Linked DNA regions of Sus scrofa: region 1 is linked to region 2. The links are chromatin contacts, called in public HiChIP or PLAC-seq maps. All regions are on one chromosome and are shown on one strand. The core of a region is the stretch at or near the end of the contact, and the rest is flanking DNA. Distances in the headings are between cores, read along the strand shown.

Region 1 (4,672 bases), core at 1,967-4,466, 310 kb after region 2:
ATACTCCCTCCAGTGGCAACCTAGAAGCTGTCTGTTTCTTTTCTTTTTTCTTTTTTTTTTTCCTCCCTTTATTCCTCTTTCTTCTTTTCCTGAAACACATCTTAGAGAGACTGTCTAATGAGGCAAGACAAGCAAGACATTAGCCTCTAGCACCAATTTTAGCTCAGGCAGTTGAAAGCATCCCAGTTACTCGGTGAACACTACCTGCAGGGCCATCAGCTCGCCTTTTGAAATGTCCAGCCCCCGCTTTGAAACTTTTTTTTGGCAGAACCAAGTGTTCTCTTTATCAAAAGGGCTCTCTCGGGCAGAGGTAAGAGGTTGAGCTTTCTAAATATTTCTTTGCTCTGGGCAACAGAAGAAAACAATGTTTCCTCAATTTGTAACACAGGCTCCTGCATAGCATCTAGTTGGTTTGTCTGTCCTCTGCTCACTGAATGTGTCACACGTCCATGGCGCAGGAGGGGAGAGATACAGAGACGACTTATAACCCATAGGATTTAGCAATAACTAGATGATGATCAGGTAAAATGGCTGGAAAGAGAGGGAGGAATAAAAGATAATCCCAATGCTTTTAGCCTGGAGACACAGACTTGGTGACGTGGGCGGGGTGGGGCAGTGAACCGATGGAGAAATTCCATCTGGGGGAATACCAGTCTGTCGACACAGATTCTGAGAATGAGGAAGCCCACCCTACAGCTGACACCTATCCTTGCTTTCTATCTCTTCTTCTCCCACTTCTACTCTGTGCTTAGATCTCTGCATAACTGATAAGAGATTATACACTGCCACAATTTTGGATAAGTTTTAAAACCTATCCCGGAATATGATCAGTAAATTCACTTCCCACCCAGAGATCTGATTAGCAATGGAAAAGGACTCTGGTGCAGTTAGGCAGCCAACACCCAGCCAAGCACCTTTCGACATTGCTCCACTGCCAACCACCAGCTGGGATCCTGGGCAAGTCACCTGACCTTCCTGCACTTCCCTATCCTCGGGTGGGGGAGGTTGGGGGTAATTACATCTACTTCCATCCCCCTCAACAAAATGCCAAATGCTTCCGAAAGAATCCAGATGAGAGGTGATGACCCTCTGCCTGAACAAAAACAGGCAATCAAGGTGGAGGGTGACAGGTTCTGAAAGGCAGCTAAGAGGAGAGGAAGGCTGACAGCATGTGTGAGGCCAGAAGGAAAGGGTGAGAAGACAAGGAACTGACACTCTGAGAGTCTCCATGCTTTCTCACTGTGCATCAAGAGCAAGTTTTGAGAGTAGAACTTGTTTTCTTAAAAATCTAAGAGAGAAAAGGAAAGACTGTCATTATTATGCCAGAGTCTGTTCATTGCCTCCCAACATCTAGTCTCTCCTTTCAGTAATTGCCCTGGTTTTTGACTGGCCACAGAATCAGTCAGCTGGATTTCCCAGCCTATCCTGCTGCATGAGTGTCCAGATGACTAAGTCCTAGTCAGTGAAAAGTCAGCAGATGTATATATGTCTGCCAGAAACTCTCCTTAGAGGGAGAACATCTCCTCTCCTCATCTTCTCCTCAGACTACAAATGTAATGGTTGGAGCTCCAGCAGCTATCTTCTTCCCTGAGGTGGCCTTAAGAATGGAAGTCCTCACATTAGGGTGACAAGAGAAAAGGAGTCTGGGTCCCTGATCCGTGGGACACTAACTCCCTATCCCAGCTGCCTACCTCAAATGTATTTCAAGTGATTGCCTTGGTTTCCGATTGTTGCTCGGACAAATCACTCCAAAGTTACTAGCTTAAAATGACACTTTTTTTTTTTTTAACCATGGTATTCTATAGACCAGAGTCTGACAGGGGTCTTAATGGGCAAGATCTAGGTGTCAGCAGGATGTATGGTAGTTGTGCCTCCTAGTCTTTTCCAGATTCTAGAAGCTCCCCACACTCCTTGGATCATGGCCTCTCATTCTGTCTTCAAAGCAGCAATATCAGGCGTATCCTTCTCATACTGCCATCACTTTGGTTCTCTCTTACGATTTCCTCTTCCACTATAAAGTATTTTGGGGATAGCATAGGACCTACCTGAATAATCCAGGATGATTAAGGTCAGTTTATTAGCGACTTTGATTTCAACTGCCTCCTCAATTCCCCTTTGCCACATAACCTAAGATATTCACAGGTTCCAGAGATCGGGACATAGACACACAGTGGAAGAGAAATAAATTTCTATCTTATACAAACCACTGATTTTCAAGTCTTTGTTGCCCACAGCTGAGCCTAACGTATTCCTGTGACAGACACTTGTTGAATACCCACTGCCATGCCATGGTGGTGCTGGCTGGGGTCTGATAATACTGGATGATCTAATATTTCTGGTCCTCCAGAGGCCGTGAGACTCATCTTACAACATCACATGGCCCCAGAATCATCCACAAGCCCACAGTAATGCCACCAGAGAAGAAAGAGGCCATTCACCAATGAACTGACCACAGCTCCTGCTCCCCAGCCTCTCAGGTTTGCCTCAGCACAGAGAAGGATCAGGGTCAGGAAGAGACTTGCCCAGGTGTCCATAGAAGTTCATGGCATTGCCAAGACTAGAACCCAAGTCTCTGAATACCACTCCTCCATCACATTATTTTCCTGGGTTTTTCAAGGAAGGACATACTGGACATACTACCCTTGGTCCCTGGCACCCAGTCACAACCTCTGGCACAGGCCGAAGACCGTGTTTACCTCCATTGCAATGATTCCAGTGACATCAGAGACTTACAGAATTTGGCTGGCCTTTCTTTATTCTCTTTCTACCTCTGGGCTATGCATAGTGAAATTCTCTGATGGTATTCATTTTCCTGCCCTTCACACCCTCATGCTCCATTTTTCCTATTTGTTAAGTAAGTTCCTATGAGTACTTAATAGGACTTATGAGGTAACATGGATAGCCAAAGATCAAGTTAAGGGCTCAGGCTTGTGAAGTTATGTGATTCAGTGCCATCTTTGATTTTGTCCTCCTCTATCTCTCTGATTGTCAGCATTTCCATCTTGAAAAAAAAGGGGGGGGAGGAGACAGCAAATGTGCTTCAAAATACTTGCAAGGAACAGCTCATAAAACTCATTGTGAGGCACATTAGCACCGCACACAGTGTCATCTAACTGCTTATAATGAAATGTTGAGCAACTAGGAATCCAGCTCACCCCATCTGGCTCTGAGTCACACTCCCTAGTAACACTAAGTGAAAGTGAAGAGAACTTGCACCAGGCCAGGATACAAAGCCGGGAAGTGCCTGACAGCCAACCTCACATGGAGATGTGCCTGAGAGCCAGTGGACCTGGAAAACCTTCATAAAGCCATTTGCTTAAACCCTTTGCTCTGCTCTTCTTAAAGATCGATTTCCCAAGCTCTCTTTGGTAACTGTTTCTGGGTTACACACCCAGATAGTTGGAAAGACTTCCCTTATGTAATTCAAGTGTGTTTTCTTTGGCTCTGCCTTCAGTGGGAAGGGAAAAAATTTATTTGCATTTCCCCCATACCCCCACCTTTATAGTAATATCCTTTCTGATACCTCATGGCTGGTATTGAGATAGCTCTTCTATAGGACTTCTCAGTGTTCATTGCACATAAATGCAGTGGGGTGTGTGTGTGTGTGTGTGTGTGTGTGTGTGTGTGTGTGTGTGTGACATTTGCCAGGACTAGAACCCAGGTCTCTGAATACCACTCCTGCATCACATTATTTTCCTGGGTATTTTGATGAAGGACATATTGGACATAATCCCACAGGACAAACTCCCATAAGAGTGTTTTGTTGTTGCTGTTGTTGTTTTATGGCTGCACCTGCGGCATATGGAAGTTCCCAGGCCAGGGATTGAATCCAAGCCAAAGCTGCAACCTACACTGCAGCTGCAACAATACCAGATTCTTTAACACATTGTGCTGGGCCAGGGATCAAACCCACACCTCCACAGCAATCCGAGCCACTGCAGTCAGATTCTTAACCCACTACACTACAGTGGGACTCCCCCGTAAGAGTTTTCACATTGTGTTAAAAATGCTTGAGTCTGAGTGGTTTAGACCTGGATGAGATCTTATAGATCATTTCTTCAAAATATCTAAATTCTGCACATGAGAAGATTGTGGTTCTATATGGTCTTGCTCAAGGTTATACAATTAGTGTTGAGACAAAGAACTGTCAACCAGGCCTATGGAATTTTGATAATGATGTATCACTAGATAATATTTAGCTTATGCTAATTCCTAATTTTTACTTTCTTTGCATAATACCTCCTGATATTTGTAGAGCACTCATATTTATTTTGAGCAAAAGCAGTCATCCCCCTTCTTGTATAATAGTTGTTTACTCTTCTTCTGTCAGAGAACTCATTTTCCCTCAATTAAGCATAATCCTGCACATTCATGCCAACTTCTTTAACTTAAGGGGTCATATTGAATTGCAATTCTACTCTACTTGGTTTCATCTTAACTTTATGGAAGAGCTCCTATAAGCCAGTCGCTGTCACGTAGCACCTCATCTGATCCTCCAGACAACCCTATCTTAGGGATATTATTATTCACATCTTAGAGTGGAAACAAAATGAGTCAGAAAAAGATTAAGCAGTAGACCCAAGGCTGTCCATCTGCTGAGACCCATGTCTTCTCTTTTGTGCTTAGGACAGCATGTGACCTCTCACACAATGGCAGCCAACCCGCATAATTT
Region 2 (4,495 bases), core at 1,386-3,885:
ACTGCCAGGTTCAGAAGGAAATTAGGGATCACTCCGTATCTGAATCTCCAACATAACACATCCAACGCAGTGTCCATCCTATTCCTTCTTAGATTATCTTCAGGCTAGGAACTTTCTGCTTCCCAAGGTGGCCCATTCTGTGATTGATCAGATTTAGAAACTGAGTGATTTAAACTTGGACTTAATTTATTGGTTCCATATAGGAAGGGATTTACCACAGCAAGATAACACTCAGCAAAGATATTAGGGACTGTGTGTGATAGGTGACCTCAATGGATGCAATCAGAATACGTGATCAGAGACTACACCCCAAACCCCAAGCCATTTGTTCATCCTTGGTCAATAGAGTGAACAGGAAAATATTGTACCCTGAGCACACAGTGCCAGGACTAGAGAAATGTTTATAAATGACGGTATTGATGACAAAGTTTGTGTGAAAATCCTTCCTTGGTCACAGAGAAAGAAACTTGATCTGATCTCCTTTGATTTTCGCTTTTAAGGGAACATGAAATTCAGGTCAGTATCACACTTTTCCAGACACAAGATGGATAGTTAATCTCTCCAGCAGCTGGCTTAGTCTTTTCTACAGGGTTCCTTCCTTTTGAACCTATACTTCAGTTTGAAAATCATAGATTGGGGTACCTAATACAATTTTAGAACTGGAAGTTTCCCAGAAGACATCTCAATCTGATTTCTTCATTTTAAAACCAGGAAACCAAGGTCCAGAGAGAGGCGGTAACTGACGCAAGGTCACAGAGGCCTTTTGAGATGAAGTCAGAAGTAAATCACTAGTCTTCCTACTCCTAGTAAAGTGCTCTGCTCTTCCTTGTCAATGGTGATATGATGAGTATGTACAAAAAGTGATAATCTGTCTAGGGAGCTTTGGGACAGGCACTATAGAAAGTTCTATGGACTAGAGGAAGGAGCCAGCCTCTCCTGGTTCCCCATGTGACAACCTGGCAGTCAATCCTGCTAACATACCTTTTAAGATATCAGTATACAACAACCACTACCAAATATACTGCAAACACCATCCAATTATATCTGCATGCAAATATATCAAAATTATCCTTCTCATCAGAACTGCTCATTATGAAGCATCTACTATGTTCTAGGCACTTGATATAACTTATTAGCCCAATCCTTTATATACCTTATTTAGTTCTGTGAGGTTGGTGTTATTATGATTGCTTTTCATATGAATAAACAAAGGCTCAAAAGCCACCTGGCCAGTGTGGCAGAATCAAGATTTGGGTCTCAGTCTTCCTGGCTCCAAAGCCTGTACTATTTTCACCATAGCCACCATTCCCTAGAATATCCCAAGCCCATTCCTGGGCTCTGCTGCCCACCAACAAGCCCCAAACATTTTCTGTGGCTAGTTCTGGTGTGAAATAAACTTGAGGGTTTGGGGGAAATTCCTAGACTATTCAATTGAGTTATCTCTTCAGACAACTTGAGAAGTAGCTCCCTCTTTTACTGGTGTGTTCTTTTGTTTAAAGCATCTTAAAGAAAACAGGGTAGAGAAAGACCCTAGCATCTGGTGTGGAGTTGCAATATTTGATAGGTAAACATAAAGAAATAGAAATAATAGCACTTTGAAAATATTTATTCATTAGTCATAATTTTTTAAACTGCTGTTTTTACTAAAACATGTTTACAGTAAAAGACTATCTGCAAAATATAAAATCAGAACTTTTTTTTTTCCCTTGAAGTAGAGTTAGGTCCAGGATCTGGTTATAAATTCTTTGCACAAATAAGTTTTTTCTTTCATGTATGTGTTTTTAAATATACATTTGTGGTTTTAAATAGGAAAGAAATACAGGGGTTAAATCAGCATTTGCCTTAAAAAAAGAAACACCTATTTTCTAGGTTAGAGTAACATTTAAATACCAACAGTAGATCATGGATTCTGATAGATGCAATGGTCTGGTGAAGTGAGGGAAAATATAACTGCGTGGCTTTGGTGGAATTATTTGACGGCCCCATTAAAGTCCACAAACATGGAAAGTCATGATCCATGTGGAGCTCTACTACAAAGGACAAGGACAATTGTAAGGCATTTTAGAGAAGCTAGCCCCTAGGCCAGTAAGAGCACTATCATCTTAGCAATGAAGTAATTATAAGATGTAAGATGTATGGTTTCTCTCCTACTTCATACCCACGTGAAATGTAAGCATCCTCTCTTCCTTCTAAAATTCACTAGGGATTCTTCAGTTCAAACGTACCATCAGAATCAATGGTAGAAGTATAATAAAAATTGCTAACCTTGAGTGAGTGCTTCTATAAGCCAGACATGGTTAAATGTATGCCTCTTTCAGGTATTAACTCTTTGGTCTTTACAGCAACTCAGTGAAGGAGTTGTGATTGTCTGCACTTTCCTATATGCACAAATTTGCAGAGTGGCTCCAGGAGGAAGATTTCATGAGAGTGAGGCAGTGACCTTGAGAGCCTGGGATCTCCCATCACAGTGCTGCCTGGCCAGCCTCCAGCCCTGGCCAGTGATGGGGTCTCCATTCCTCAGTCTGTAGCCCAAGCAGCAAGGGTGAAGTGGATTGTGGTAAGTATTTGCGCAGGAGCTTCGTGGTTTCAGCCGCCTGGATGCCACTGTCTTCCAGACAGAGCTTCCTGTTTTGATGGGTGAGTCATCACTCACTCTTCATGATTTTCAGCTATGTTTCCTCTTTAAGGGGAGGATCCCACTGTTCAGCATGAAGCTTACCTTACTGGTCACTTCTGAATGTTTTTTTGGTCATCCCCTGAGCTTGAATTATTTTTGCTTGGCCAATGTTTGGTCTTTCTCAGACTTGAAAAACACCAGTCAATTCTCATCTTCCTAAAATGTAAGCACCCACAGACCAGGACTTATGTCTGATTTATTCTTTATTCTATATTACCTTCCCAGTATAACTCAGACTTTTGATAAAGCCTAAAAGAATAAATTGTGGTGAGTAAATGTCGAAAGAATGAGTGAAGGGGGTTCCTTTTGAGAACATTCTAGACTTAGCAGTTCCCTGACATCTGCTCTTGTACTGACTGTTTCCATCATGAACTCTGCAAATATTCCTTGAATGGCCATTAGCTGAAAGAGAACTTGAAGTTCTGTGCATAGAATGGGAGTATGTATGCTTGAAGACTCATATTTTTTCATTCATTCACTCAGTTGATAAGCATTTGCTGAGTACATCTTATGCTAAGAACATGCAGGATGCGGAGGCATGGATGTTAAGAACCGTGGATTTAGATTGGAAAGGTCTAATTTCTAGCTTGACTTCTCCACTAAGTAGCTGTGTTCTTAAGTGACTTTCTTCACCATTCTGAGCCTCTGTTTCCTTATTTGCAAAATGAGGAAAATACCAGTATCAACATCCTCTGTTAGCTGTGAGGATTAAATGAGATCACACCTGTTAAGTGCTCAATAAATCTTAGCATTCGCTATTATAATTTCCCTGGTAAGTGAAACAAAGAGGAATTAGACCTAATCCTTCTGAGGGAACAGACAAATCTATGCAAATAAACACTTTTAGAATATGAGGTACAAATAAAACTGCTAGGGATATTCAGATTAAGTCAAGATGATGTACAAACAGGGAAACTCAGAGACAGCATTCTTCTCAGAGAAGGCTGCAATTAAGCAGTTTTGGATATGCAGACATGTGGGGGGAAAGACATTCCAGGAGATGGAATTAACCCAAGAAATAAAGGGAAATATTAAAGAACAAGCCAATACTCTGGGCCCCTGAGTCACTGGGCGATTGCTTTGCCTGGACCATAGAAGACGTTAAGGGAGATAGGAAAAGAGGTGATTGGAGAACAAAGGAACTATCCCGGGGAGGATCTTGAAAACCAGTGAGTGAGTTTGGGTTCCATTCTCTGTAGACTGGGTGTGTATCTGTGGTTTTCTGTGCATCATTCACTAGTTTCATTTTTGTTTCCTGTCGATGGGAAAGGTCACCTGTGTCCAAAGCCTTTTAGATTTTAAGTTATTGATTCCTTCATGTTTGAGATGTTCAATCACCTCTGAATGTTCTTTAACCTCCTTCATGTCACTGGAGTGACTCAGGAATGCTGTGAAGTAAACCACACAGGGAGATGAGGAAGCTCACACAGATAGGGAAGATAACCCATCTGCGGCAAGGATTGGTACTTGGATGGACTGGGATGTGAATGTCATAGCTTCTGATTCCAAGACTTTCTGTTTTCTGAGGTGGGAAAATGCAAATATACTGCAAGATGAAAGCCACGGCCATGTTGCCTGAATGGCAGAGAAGAGAAATTTTAATGACAGGGCTCTCCAGCTGGAGATGACTTCTGCCACCATGGCTGCTTTCTTTTGTTGTGATTTGCAGCAGTAAATGCTGTGCAAAATGGAATCAGCTCTAGACATTTCCCCGCTTGACTGGCTTGGACTAGTGGGTACATATCCTCTGGCCTCCCCCCAGGTTTCTTAAAGGGCTTCAAAAGAAATTGATAGTGACTATACTCTGGGGTTATTTAT

The links. HiChIP or PLAC-seq counts read pairs in DNA pulled down with a chosen protein or histone mark.
Region 1: an H3K27ac HiChIP or PLAC-seq map of alveolar macrophages shows a contact between it and region 2. The contact joins two enhancer-like sites. A contact is called at or near these places in 2 of 2 datasets of contacts at active chromatin or transcription factors (alveolar macrophages and skeletal muscle).

Annotation. Positions count from the first base shown.
Region 1 is chr13:125,741,640-125,746,311 of Sscrofa11.1, forward strand. No RefSeq gene overlaps it. Among named protein-coding and RNA genes, the nearest start is that of LPP, 38 kb to the right of the region's middle. Within about 2 kb of position 3,217, at least 11 of the 83 cell types and tissues checked have an H3K27ac peak or open chromatin away from gene starts, as enhancers often do. A contact at or near this core is called in alveolar macrophages, where this site is marked.
Region 2 is chr13:125,429,761-125,434,255 of Sscrofa11.1, forward strand. It overlaps LOC106508010 (a long non-coding RNA gene), which reads left to right. Exons shown (of 7, transcript XR_001304509.2): 1 at 1-2,557. Among named protein-coding and RNA genes, the nearest start is that of BCL6, 42 kb to the left of the region's middle. Within about 2 kb of position 2,636, at least 7 of the 83 cell types and tissues checked have an H3K27ac peak or open chromatin away from gene starts, as enhancers often do. A contact at or near this core is called in alveolar macrophages, where this site is marked.